2 separate regions of the Mus musculus genome follow, and region 1 is linked to region 2. Evidence: chromatin contacts called from public ChIA-PET data. All regions are on one chromosome and are shown on one strand. The core of a region is the stretch at or near the end of the contact, and the rest is flanking DNA. Distances in the headings are between cores, read along the strand shown.

Region 1 (6,136 bases), core at 117-2,616, 96 kb before region 2:
TATTTATACTCAGCTAATTGAACCATTCAGATAGCTGAATACAAATGATATCATTTAAGGAATATTTTTTATTATTATATTATCTTACCATTTTCATAGTATGATGCTCTTAAAGTACAAAGTCTCTTTGTATTGCCCTAACTTTCCTGAAACTTGAGGTGCAGAACAGGGCTGGCCTTGAACTCACAGAGATCAACCTGCCTCTGTTGTCCAGGACATCACAGTGTTTTAAAGCCATAATTACTTCTTCAGTATGACATTGACTCTGCACATGGATTTCTGGAAGAAAGTAATGACCATGGGAAGCTTTTCACAAGTGCCCTGGTGAATAAACAGATAGAACCCTGCTTCCTTCTGATAAATGCAAAGGGAAATCTGCTCTCTTATAACTCATTCTGCATATTTAAAAGCATACACTAATGCCTTTATCTTCAGACTGGGATGTCTTTGAGGGCTACTTATGTTTCTATTGACATGAAATGATATTTTGTTAATTGTCAGCAAAAGAAAGTGTGTTCCCTTCCTTAGTGTGCAACTAAGGCACATTTAAAATTGCTTAATGCTGGACTGTCTCTATTTCTCTAGTCTTTTGAATTTGGGATTTTTTTCTTCCTGTATAAATTACTTTGGTGTGTAATTGAGGTTACATATTTCCTTTCCTTTTTTAGTTTAAAGTAGTTTTGAAATGAGAGCTCCCAGCCCCGTAGTATAGAGATGCTGTATTCCACTTTATACAGAAGAAATGAAAAGCATGTGTCTGTCTACATCAAGATAGTGTGTGTTTAGTTGTAATGAAGAATTTCTGCCTTCTAAAAAGGAACATGAGGAAATTGTGTGCAGGACTGAGGAAAGGAAAAGAGTGTATGCTAAAAATAAAATATACCTCTGGGTTTCCTGATAGTTGTTCGCCTCAAGGTCAGTCTTAATATTCACAGAATATTCAAACTAGACATTACTTTAAAGATGCAGGAAGGAAGCCGGGCAGTGGTGGCACATGCCTTTAATCCCAGCACTTGGGAGGCAGAGGCAGGCGGATTTCTGAGTTCAAGGCCAGCCTGGTCTACAGAGTGAGTTCTAGGACAACCAGGGCTATACAGAGAAACCCTGTCTAAAAAAACCAAAAAATAAAAAATAAAGATGCAGGAAGGAAAGTGAGGATTGTTACTAGGATCCTACCAGAGATGAGTCAACAAATTGAAAGTCTTCACTCCAGTAGCCTTGGACTGCACTCAGGTATTCAAGACCCAAAGATAGCACCAAGTATTTCGGGTAGGGGTTTTTAAAAGGTAGAAACCACATCCTGTATGTCTTGCTCTGCAGCTGCAGGGAGAGGTTTTGCGCAAGAAAATCTTTTAACAGATGCTAAGATAAGCAGTTAGATGGAGGAGGGGTTTTGTACAAACAGTCAGTTTAGCAGAAGCTAAGGTAAGGTAGCTGGAGTGTTGTGACCTTGGGCTCCTAGAATAGGGTTTGCTTGTTGTCTATGGGATTCTCTATCAAAGGGATCAAATTCTAGTTTAAACTTGAAATGGCCACAACAAGAGTACAAGATAGAGGAACCTCTGCATTGTCTTGCTCTGTTATAAGCACCTTAGGAATACTGTACCCTACCCCCTATTGCATACGCAGCCTCTTTCCCTCTTCCCTCCCTCTTGCCTGATATTGGGCTCCAGAGACAGAACATATGATGAGAATTGTCTCCTCTTCTTCCCCCCAGGCACTGGGAAATATTTTTCCTTGGAAAGAAATGCTATTTTAGTGTGATCGTGTCTTTGGGGATCCAGCTCCAGGACAGCATGACCATGGGACTTAATATGTTTAGCACAAAGTCCTGAGTGCGTGGATCTGCAGCCTCAGCCCCTTGGGTTTCAGTTTGTTGTGATGGATCTCTTGGTGAGTTAGGGCAAAAGTCAGCAAAGAGTAGATCTGTCGAAAGGGAAGCATCAAATTGGTGACGTGGAAGAAACCACCTTTCCCCAGCTGTTTCTGAGTAACTACAAACTGTGCCTCAAGGTCCAGCTCTTTAATATTTACAAGTTTACAATAATAATAACTTTAGTTTTCTCATAATATAATATTAACTGATTTGTAACATGGGTCTTAGAGTGCCATGAACTTTTATTACTAAGTTTAGTTGGAAGTACACTGAGTGGTGTTTTTGCAGAAGGGCATGCAGTGAATGGAACTTAAGTCTTGAACTTTGGCACTGGGGACCTGTGTTCTCAGGTAGGAGAGAAACGTGCCCTCAGTCATTGGTGCTTAGGGTTTAATTGTGTACCCACCTCCAACCCCACCCCACCCCACCCCCACCCCGTACCATCTGTTGCTGTCTTGTGTGGCATGTGGAATGAAGGATTGATTCAACCTCACTGGAGGGTTCATGAAGAAAGGCAGAAGACATGGGATTAGAGTTACACCTGAGGGGATGTTGAGTCACTGTCAGGCATGCTCTGTGGAAACTGGCACCTTGTAGCTTACTTAACTCTTGCGGCCTAGTTGCCCCTTCTGTAGGGGTCAGATAATACCTGCTTCATCGCATGCCACAGGATTCAAATAAAAGTTTCAGGGGGCAGAAATCAGTTCGCAAGTACTTGAAGCATGGAAGGGGCAAGTGCGGACATCATCTTCTAAGGTTGTATTCCTGCACTTAGAGTATGTTGAGTGTGGTTTCTGGGCTAGAAGAAGGTCTCAAAGCACTGTGAAGGAAGGGAGTGTAGCTATCTGACACGAGATGACTGGTCACATTAATCACGTCTTCTCTCTCAGCACAGAGAAAAAGAAGAAATATCCTTGCTTGGCTCTCATGCATACACATGGAAGTTGATGTAGTTTTTGGGAAAAGGAGGCTGGAGGATCAAAAAAGTGAAAGTCACTCTCTACACAGCAAATTCAAGGCTAGTCTGAGCTAAACAAATACCCACCTCCAACAAAGCACATCTCCCTTTTAACCCTAGGGGCTGGGGTACTCACTTAGCCTGTTGGAATTTGTATAACATGATCTTGCTCACTTTATAGTTAAATCATAAATATTGAGGGGTTTTTGTGTTTGTGAATTTGTTTTCTGAGCTTTTCAGAACCACCCACGATTGATCCACAGGGATCATAGCAGTCTGCTATTAGTAGTTCACCCGTGATTTGCATAAAGTCCTAAATGATGGAGATAGGGAGAAGAAGTGAAAAGTGATTGGTGCCGGTCACTTGTCACATGTCTGCCTTCGAACACTGGATGGGACTATGATGACTTGTTCGGTGGCAAAGGAAATGAGTTTGGAGCCTTCCAACTTTTGAGTGGGGCGCTGTGTGCTACTGACAGAGTATAAGGAAAATGGGTCAGAGTGGGCTATGCTTATTTTCTTCATTGAGATGGTGGCTTTAGCTTCAATGGTGACTTAATAAATACTTATGATGGACTTCATGTAACATTTAGGCAATAAGCAGTATGGTGTAGATTTCCTTAGTTGTAATTTATAGATAAATCAAAAAAATCTAAAGTTAGTAACATTTATTTTTGCTTTGAAATAATCAGCATGACTTTGGCAGGTACTTTACCGTTACATTTGATTGACAAGAGAAAGAATTGAACCACTGTATATGTATTATTTTTTATGAAGCTATTTATAAGTACTACTTCCTTTTGTTCCCCCTACAGAGTACTTTTATTGGAAAGAGAAAAAGTAAATGACTAAAACATTATAGTCATCTAAGAGTATAGAATGACACAAATATTTTAGAAAGAATAATTATTTCATATATTGAAATATTATGTACCACTGCATAAAATTATACTATTTTACTTTGTATGTTAGTTATATAATTTTGCTTCGTACATTAGTTATAAGGCTTACTATAATTTAAAAGGAAGTTGTTTCAGTTTCATTTTAATATCAGATTGGTTTAGAGAGGAGAAGTGTTGAGTCAGAGCAGATGCAAGTTCCAGTTGTGTGGTGTGTTGTCTCTAGGCTTCTCTCTTAGGTGATTCTCTGAGGAGAATCAACTTTTTTCATCCGATGCAACAACACATGATTTGCAAGAGCCATGCTTCTGAGGTTTCTAAAACGTGGAGTTCAGAGGAGGGGATGTAGCATCGTCATAACTAAGGAGAAGAACAAAGTTCTCTTGTCTCTCAAGGGAAGCAGAGTAGTCCATACAGGCTGCAGAAATAGGAGTGTTTCATGAGGACAGATAAACTTGATATTAGCCTAGCTTTTTATGCGATGTCTGTGTACCATGTGCATGCAAGGCTTGCTGATGCCAGAAGGGGGCGTCAGATCTCACTGGAACTGGAGTTCTAGGTGGTTGTGAGCTCCCTTGTGGGTTCCTAGGAGATGAACCCAGGTCCTTCCTCTCCAGCCTGAAGCTAAAGTGTTTTCTTTTGAAGTAAACTCTGCGGAAAACCAGCTTGAAGTAGTGCTCTCTGTCTCAGTGTGTGCTATTGCTGACAGTGTGCACTTGAGAAGCTATGCTAACCTCACTCACTTAGAACATTTCTTAGAAAGCTCTTTGGGTTTGACTACTTAATCAGCATTTCTTCCTGATTGGTAATGCCAATTTTTGTTACTCCCTGGCTATGAACTTCTAGTTTTCTGTCTCTCTCCCCTTTCTCTTTCTCTCTCTGTGTCTCTCTGTTTCTCTGTCTCTCTGTCTGTCTGTCTCTCTCTCCATTTATTATCTTTGTGAGCACAGGATCCATGCTGTGGTATGCCTATAGGCCTCTTGTCATTCTGTGATATTTACTGGAACTCTTCCCTGGCAAATGTGGTCTCTATTTATCTATTGTATGTTTACCTGACTCCATGCCAGTCTGGGTTGAATCCACTTCTGCCTACTGTATCTGTGCCTGACCAATGACTATAGCTAGAAATGGGTATCACATGCTGATTGCTATGACTTTGCATTTGTGGCTATTAATGTGAAGGTCAGCTGGACCCTTAGTCCTTGCCTCTCTTTGACTGCTCTTCCAGGCTACTACATTTCCTTCTCTTCTTTTTCCTTCCTCCTCCTCCTCCTCTCTCCTCCTCCTCCTCCTCCTCCTCCTCCTCCTCTTCTTCTTCTTCTTCTTCTTCTTCTTCTTCGAATAAACAAGGAGAAATATATGTCTCCCACTTGGCTTACCTTCTGGCTTTCCACCTGGGTGACTAGCCCAGGCCATCCCTGAGAGCCCTACCCTGACTCTAATTTTTGTTCTGCCCTCTGTACCTGCACATCATGGTCTCTGATGAATTGTTTTTTTACCAGTGCACACATGAGGGAAGAGAGATTTGATTTAAAACCTGATGTATCCCTAGCAGAAAGGAAGTATCCTTAATATATAGGCTATATCCTTAGCATACAGGATGCCCCCATCACAAGATTTGCTCAGCAACTCCTTCTTTTCTGGCTATTGTGTACTTGTTCAAAAAAAAATTGTTTTCAAGTAATTTTAAACTTAAAGTAGCTTAGAAAATAGAAAATTCCTATATACTCAACTTCACATCTTTCAATTTTTTAATAATCAATAAAGCAAAACTTCAGGTTTTTTCTTTTTCTTCTCTCTTTTGCCTCATTTTGCTGCCTCCATTTATACCTGAACTTTTTTTTTCCTTTGGTTTTTTGAGACAGGGTTTCTCTGTGTAGCCCTGGCTGTCCTGGAACTCACTTTGTAGACCAGGCTGGCCTTGAACTCAGAAATCCACCTGCCTCTGCCTCCCAAGTGCTGAGATTAAAGGTGTGCGCCACCACTGCCCAGCTTACCTGAACTTCTTAAGTCAATATGCTTTCTCTGACACCATCTTCGCCATTTTTAACTTCATTTTGTTCCAGCTGTTGTGTCCTGTTTGTCAGTGATAACTAGAGAAGTTTCTGTTGACAGGTCTCATGATTAGTCCTCACTTCTCTTTAGACCTGTAGCACCATTGATTCCAGTTGATTTCTTCTATTACGTCACTTACAAGTCACCTGACATGGACTTTGTCCCTTTCTTCAGGTGATTAAGTGTCAGCCCAAATGCTGATAACGGCAGAATGGATACTTTGAGCCCTGATCTTCTTTCTGTGTGATCTCTCTCCAGGCTTTTGTGTCCATGGTGTATTTGACAGTCTTTCTTGTTTGCTAAACATGCTCAGAGCAGGCGTTCTCACTTGTCACTGGAAATGTCCGA
Region 2 (6,240 bases), core at 2,307-4,806:
GATGTCAGTCCTCGTGAACTATCCACCTTGTCTTATTATGATCTGGGGCTTGCTGATTTTCTAAGCTGGCAGGACAGCAGGCCCCAAGAGTCTGCCTTTCTCCATCTCCAATCCAACACTTGTCACTACACCTGCCCTTTCATGTGGGTGCTGTGTAATGAACTCATATTCTCAATTTTCACAACTGAGCCATCTCTTCACAACTGAGCCAGCTCTCAATCTGATATATTGTCTGGCATATTTTTGAATGCTGTTGAGGTGAAACTTTCTTTTGTTAAGTAGAGTCTGTGTTTCTCAGCTAATAGTCTACCAAGAGTCATTCAATAGTCATTCCATGGTATGTATTCATGTCTGACTATTATCATTCTCAACTGACAACATACTTTTCAAGTGACAATATCCTTGGCAAATATAACCAGTAAGCAAGTTGTGATTTCATACCAAATTACTTTCACCTAAAAACAAGACTACACTAACCCTTAAAGTCGAACGTGCTAGCTAGAGCAAGGAACCTAACATTCACAAATCTCTGGGCTACCAGAATGCCTAGTCTTGGCTACAGTTGAAACTACTTGTCATAACCTTGTTTTAAAAAATTGCATAATTGACAGAGGACTGTGTTGGTCTGTTAAAGGGAGGGCAGATTCGCCCCAAGATTGTGGTGTTTCATGATGTGAATTCAAGCAGTTCAGAGTTCAGAGGCTTTCTTGATACGCAGATGAAGAAACAAAACTTCCAAACATTGAACAGAATGAATCTAAGTCAGCCAATAAAACCAAGAATGAAGTCCTAGCTCTTGGCAGTCCAACAACTTCTAGTGTGCTACAGAGCAGAGAAGTGGATTGATGGCCTGCCAGGGTTTTTTTTTTTTTTTTATTTTTGATTTTGTTTTGGTTTTTTTTTCTGAGCTATGCCCAAGGCAAGATCAAGATTCCAGTCAACTGGGGAGGGACTTCCAGCTCACCCAAATGTTCTTGGAAGTGACACTGCAGTCCCTTTGAAGCTCACCCCTCCCTTTCTCTAGAGAGCATTAAAAGGTTACAGTGAGAACTTCACACAAATGTCACAGACCCAATACCCTGCTTCAACCAGGGTCATAAAGAAAGAACTCCTTCAAATAAATCACTTGGAAGAATTTCCGCTTTGACTTCCTTTGTAACTATTGTTATTATTTTTTAAAGACAACATTTATCTCTGTACCTTAGACCAGCTTCAACCTCATAGCAATCCTTCTGCCTCGACCTTTTAACTGCTGGGGTTACAAGCTAACCCCATCCACATCTTTAGCCCTTCATGGCTACCAAATAATCCAAGTACACCAAGTAGAAATTAAATTACTTAAGCCAAGTCTCTCTGATGTTATATTGTTTATCAAAAAAGAAAGAAATACTTATACTTATAGGCCTAATTTCAGAAAAGGAAAAAAAATAAAATGATACCATTCAATATCACATTTTACAAAAAGAAAAAAAAAAGAATGGTGATTGGTTAATAGCAAATATTTAACCTTAAAAGTTATGACCAGTCTCAGGTGTGGAAATAGTAAATCAGAGTGCCTGAAAGAATCTTGATGCATGGATTTGTAAAACATTTTAATTGATGAAGCTCGTTACCATTCCTTTCCATTCCGGAGTTAAGAGATTAAAAGCAAACTAACAAACATAGCCACCCTCCAACTTGAGAGCTTCTTTGTGACACTGTGAATGTTCTGAATGATGTCTCGGTGTTTCTGTCACAGTGGTCTTTACTTTATGATCAGTTTTCAAAGAAGTATGAAACTCAGTTGTGACAAAGGTGTTAGCAATTGCTATTGTGAAAGGCCTTTGAGAAAAGTATGAATTAGTTACCACAGGGAGACCTATGCAAATAAACACACAAATGAACAAATAGTTTGGGACATGGCAAAGGACCAGCCACAGGTCCTTGTAGTAGCCCAGTTACATCATACATGCAGTTTCTACACCTAACGCATTCGTTCTACTGTGGGCTCCAGATCACGTAGCATAGGAACTTCGTGCCTGCAGGATTGCCTTAACAGCCACTGTCGGTTTTTAAAGAATAGTGGAAAGAAAAACAACAAATTCTGACTCAATTCTTCATACATGCTGGTCAAATATTAGAAGTCCTGTGCATACCATCTAACTGAAATTTGTCCACAGTTTTAAAAGCTTTGATTCTTTGACACAAGGCAATAGCCGTGCATAAACAGGGACCAAAAACCTAGCCCGTTCTCTGGTGTACTCACTCAGGGGCCGCTTGTGCCGGGGTCAGCGTGGATGTATCTGCGGGGCCTCCCGTAGGCTTCAGCTCTTGATTGCCCTGCTTGTATTTCTTAATGAAGTCCATCAGAACAGCCTGGTGTCCAATTTTCTTTACCAGTTGCTGTACCATCCGATCATTAAGGGCCAGGAGTGTGGCCCCACTGACTTCTTCCTCTGGGAAAAAAGAAAATTAACTTTCATATCACTTTCCAGGAAAACATGGGCACAGAAAGAAGATAAAACTAGTTCTGGTTTTAAAACGATTATCTAAGCTTGAGATGGCAGTCACTGCATTATCTGTCAGGGCTCTAATACAGCATAGTTCCAAACTGAAGCCTGCTGCTAAGAAATCACCAGACCGCAAGTCCCAATAAAAACTGCGTTTGTTTGTTTGCATATTAATACCCCTTTTCCAGGCCAATTTTTACAGTCAACAGAAATAGAAGTCTTTCGGGGAAGCTATTTTTATAATACCTCCTACTTGCTATTTAACACTGGCACATCCCATACTGTATAGAACACGAGTGATTATGTAAGACAAAAGAAACACACAAAGTCTATGTCAAAGGTAACTTCCAAGAGTTTGCAATCATCTGGAAATAACACTCTCTTCAGAGGATGCTAGGTAAACTGGAAACTGCCTCAGTCTGTGGGAAAGAGATGAAGTTCCTCATCAGAACAGCTCCTTATCCACAAACAGGCAGACCCTAGGCAAGAAAAGCAGCTTTCACAACAGAGCGCACCCGCACGACTGCATGGCTCAAATAAAATCCACACAAAGTATACAAACAACTTACCTTGAAACCTGGGGACTAGCTCACCTAAGTTTTTTTCCACCAACCATTTGCAGACCTGATCAACTGACCACGTTTCCATTGCTGGATTCTTGTCAATACACCTGTAGAATAAAAAGTGGGGATAGCTTGCCTGCTTGCCTGTCTCCCTCCCTTCCTTCCTTCCTTCCTTCCTTCCTTCCTTCCTTCCTTCCTTCCTTCCTTCCTCCCTCTCTGATTATTAGTCTTTGATTAGATTTTTAAACAGTCAGCTTTCTCTCCTCTGCTAAACTCCTTTCAATACATGGCTTTAAAAAGAAAATGTTTCTACAATGCAACATGTAAAAGTTGCTAATAAATCAAATTGTTGCTTAAAGGTGGATTTTAGCCTATTTCTCAGTCTCATTTCTTCACCTTCTCCTACTTGATTTCCGCAGGCATCCGTCAGCTTCAATAGCAGACAGCCGGCACATACAATGGTACCCAATGCTGTACCATTAACACCCAGGTTTCTTCACAAAGAACAGAAAGGTGTGAAATCATCAGGAAGTGGTTGACATTTACAGAGGGGTGGGCAGGGGAGAAAGGGAGGAAGGATCAGATAAAAGTCTGACTGAGAGACGTAAGTAAACCAGGATGCCTTAACCCCTTGCTTCTCCCAACTAAGAGAGAGATGACCCACTGTCCTCACAGCTCTGGGCCAGCAGCAAACTCTTTTCTCAGGGGAAACTAGCCTCATGTGCCATTCTCCTGTCGTTCCAATGTTACTCCTACATACTGGAGTATGCTCTCAAACAGTACCAAACACTATTGTAACACATCTATCTGTCTGTCTATCTATCTATCTATCTATCTATCTATCTATCTATCTATCTATAGCTTTATCGGTTATAACATATATGTATATACACATATATGTATATACAAATATGTATAATATACACACATATGCATATTTATACATATATATGTATATATGCATATATATACATGTGTATACATATATGAAGATATAGAAATATGAGGATACATACACATGGGTATGCATATATCTTTATATATCTATATCTATGTAGTTAGTTGTGCAGGTCAAGTTAGGACATACCTGAAGATGTTAGTGTTGTCAAAGTGAAAGAAGCAAACACAGATTTTGCATGGATCACTCTTAACTACCCCCACTAACTTTGCACCAACAGACCAGTCTACCATCTTCCATAAATTTGTAATTTCCTCGAGGAAGCTTTTTTTCTGCATTTATAATTCAACCCAGGAGACTTCTAAGGAATTGATAGAAACAAAGTCAAAAACAGTCTTAAATTATTTTAACCCTTCAACATTATTTTCAACATTGACTTTTATTCCAGATGATTTATCATTTTTCTGTATGATACCTGCTATTTTGTAAAGACAAAGTGAGAAGGTTCCCTTGGTGGAATTGGAATATAGATGTGTTTGTGTGTGTGTGTGTGTGTGTGTGTGTGTGTGTGTGTGAGAACATCTTTGTAGTTTTTAATTTTGTGTTTTTAACTAAATTATAGTTACCAACATCAGAAAAATAATCCCCAGTAGGAAGAAAAAAAGATGTACCCAACATTCAAGAAAACCTGACAATAACAGCCTTCAAAAGCAGTTTCCTAGAAAACAAGAAACTTCAAAGTAATGGGCCACACACTCCTAAGTATCCACAAACACTGACTGGAAAAACTGAAAACAAGGGTTAAATACAGAGGAACACCTTTAGAATTTCAACAGTGGATTTAATTTGCTTCAACAAACAGTAGCCACAAAGCTCCTCCCCAGGCTAAGCAGCAATTGCAGGGTGTGAAAAGTCATTATTTGCAAGACTCTGGTGTAAATTAAAAATCACACCTTTCTGTCACACTTCTGGCTTCCTTGTGAAGAGTAAGAGTTAGAAAAAATTGAAGAGAGAGAGAGAGAGAGAGAGAGAGAGAGAGAGAGAGAACACATCTTAAACACCAAGGTTAGACAATATGCAGAGTAGGAAGACCTGCCCTGCAGTCAGCCACTGAGAGAAGAAAGGAAATCAGAAAGAAAAATAGCAGTTGGAAGCATAGGATCTTTTTTTCAGTTGAGGAAGGCTTTCTCCAATTTGCCTTTGGTAAAAACACAATAATTATCCGATAATGAGCTTGGACAAACATAAGAAAATAAAAACTTGTAGTTTTTCACTCTACACTTTCTGAATATTAAATGAAATACTGTTGCTGCCTAGTCAGTTCAGCATTACCACAAAGGGAAAAGCACTCCTCCATTCAATGAGGAAAATAAATATTTCAAGTAGCTTCTTGTTGAGGTTCTGTAACCTTGAAAATATGTCCAAATACTTTGCACAATAGCAAGAAAATAACAAAGGAGAATTAGTACCATGTGTGAGCACACCAGCCAACAACTCTAAGTGGATTAAGTTTTGCTTCCATGAAATAAATTTGTATTAAATATTAAAGGGGTAGGTCCATCTAATTAAAGCCACACAGAGAAAAGACTTGAGGTAAAGCACCTTACATAGGAGGGAATTTTATTTAATAAATTTGTTAAACTCCAAGGGAGATAATAGGGTAGACTGCTGTGCACATGATTTAGAATTTCTAATATAACACAAAAGGATTAACCACAAAGGAACAGTTATTTATAATTTAATAAAATATTAAAATATTCTCTCTCTCTCTCTCTCTTTCTGTTTCCACTTTTTATTCCCTGCAGTTTAAAAGCAGACAAGAAGACTCCTAGGACCTTTGCTGACAGCATGTGGGCTCACCTGGACCAGTCCCTCATCCCAACATGCATAGAGCTTCTATCTTTATAGACAGAACAAGCCATGGAGCAGAAGTATCCAGTGTCTAGACCGCTGTGTAGAGTTAGCAGTCTTAGTGGCATCTGAGGTGATAACATTGTGGTATTCAGTGGGCATCAGCTTTGTATCTATAATGACCCATTATTTATCCCACCCATCACTAGACAGGATGGATGCAAACTGGAATAATCAAGTAGAATACCTTGCTTACTTTAGTTATCAAGATGTTTGCTGCAGATAGCCCAGATCTGGGTGAGTGAATGTCCAAATATCTGCAGCCTTACCAGGAAAAAAAAATAAGTCATAGGTTACCAGAGCAAGACAGAGGCAATCAGGGTGGGCAGCAATGTTGGGAAACACCAGGCTGCTGGATTTTCCCTTTGCGCCTGGGAAG

What was found. ChIA-PET counts read pairs in DNA pulled down with a chosen protein or histone mark.
Region 1: a contact with region 2 is called in an RNA polymerase II ChIA-PET map of memory CD8 T cells, with 92 read pairs. The contact joins the enhancer-like site here to the promoter of Samd3 in region 2. A contact is called at or near these places in 2 of 484 Hi-C or Micro-C datasets (CD4 T cells and effector CD8 T cells), 2 of 115 datasets of contacts at active chromatin or transcription factors (effector CD8 T cells and memory CD8 T cells) and 3 of 9 other capture datasets (adipose tissue, liver and pancreatic islet).

The regions. Positions count from the first base shown.
Region 1 is chr10:26,320,676-26,326,811 of GRCm38.p6, reverse strand. The region is part of intron 12 of L3mbtl3 (L3MBTL3 histone methyl-lysine binding protein); the gene reads left to right. Among named protein-coding and RNA genes, the nearest start is that of L3mbtl3, 50 kb to the left of the region's middle. Within about 2 kb of position 1,366, at least 56 of the 459 cell types and tissues checked have an H3K27ac peak or open chromatin away from gene starts, as enhancers often do. A contact at or near this core is called in effector CD8 T cells and memory CD8 T cells, where this site is marked.
Region 2 is chr10:26,227,023-26,233,262 of GRCm38.p6, reverse strand. Samd3 (sterile alpha motif domain containing 3) reads right to left here and starts at 3,556. Exons shown (of 11, transcript NM_001115154.1): 1 at 3,449-3,556; 2 at 3,059-3,159; 3 at 2,246-2,435. The coding sequence starts at 3,137.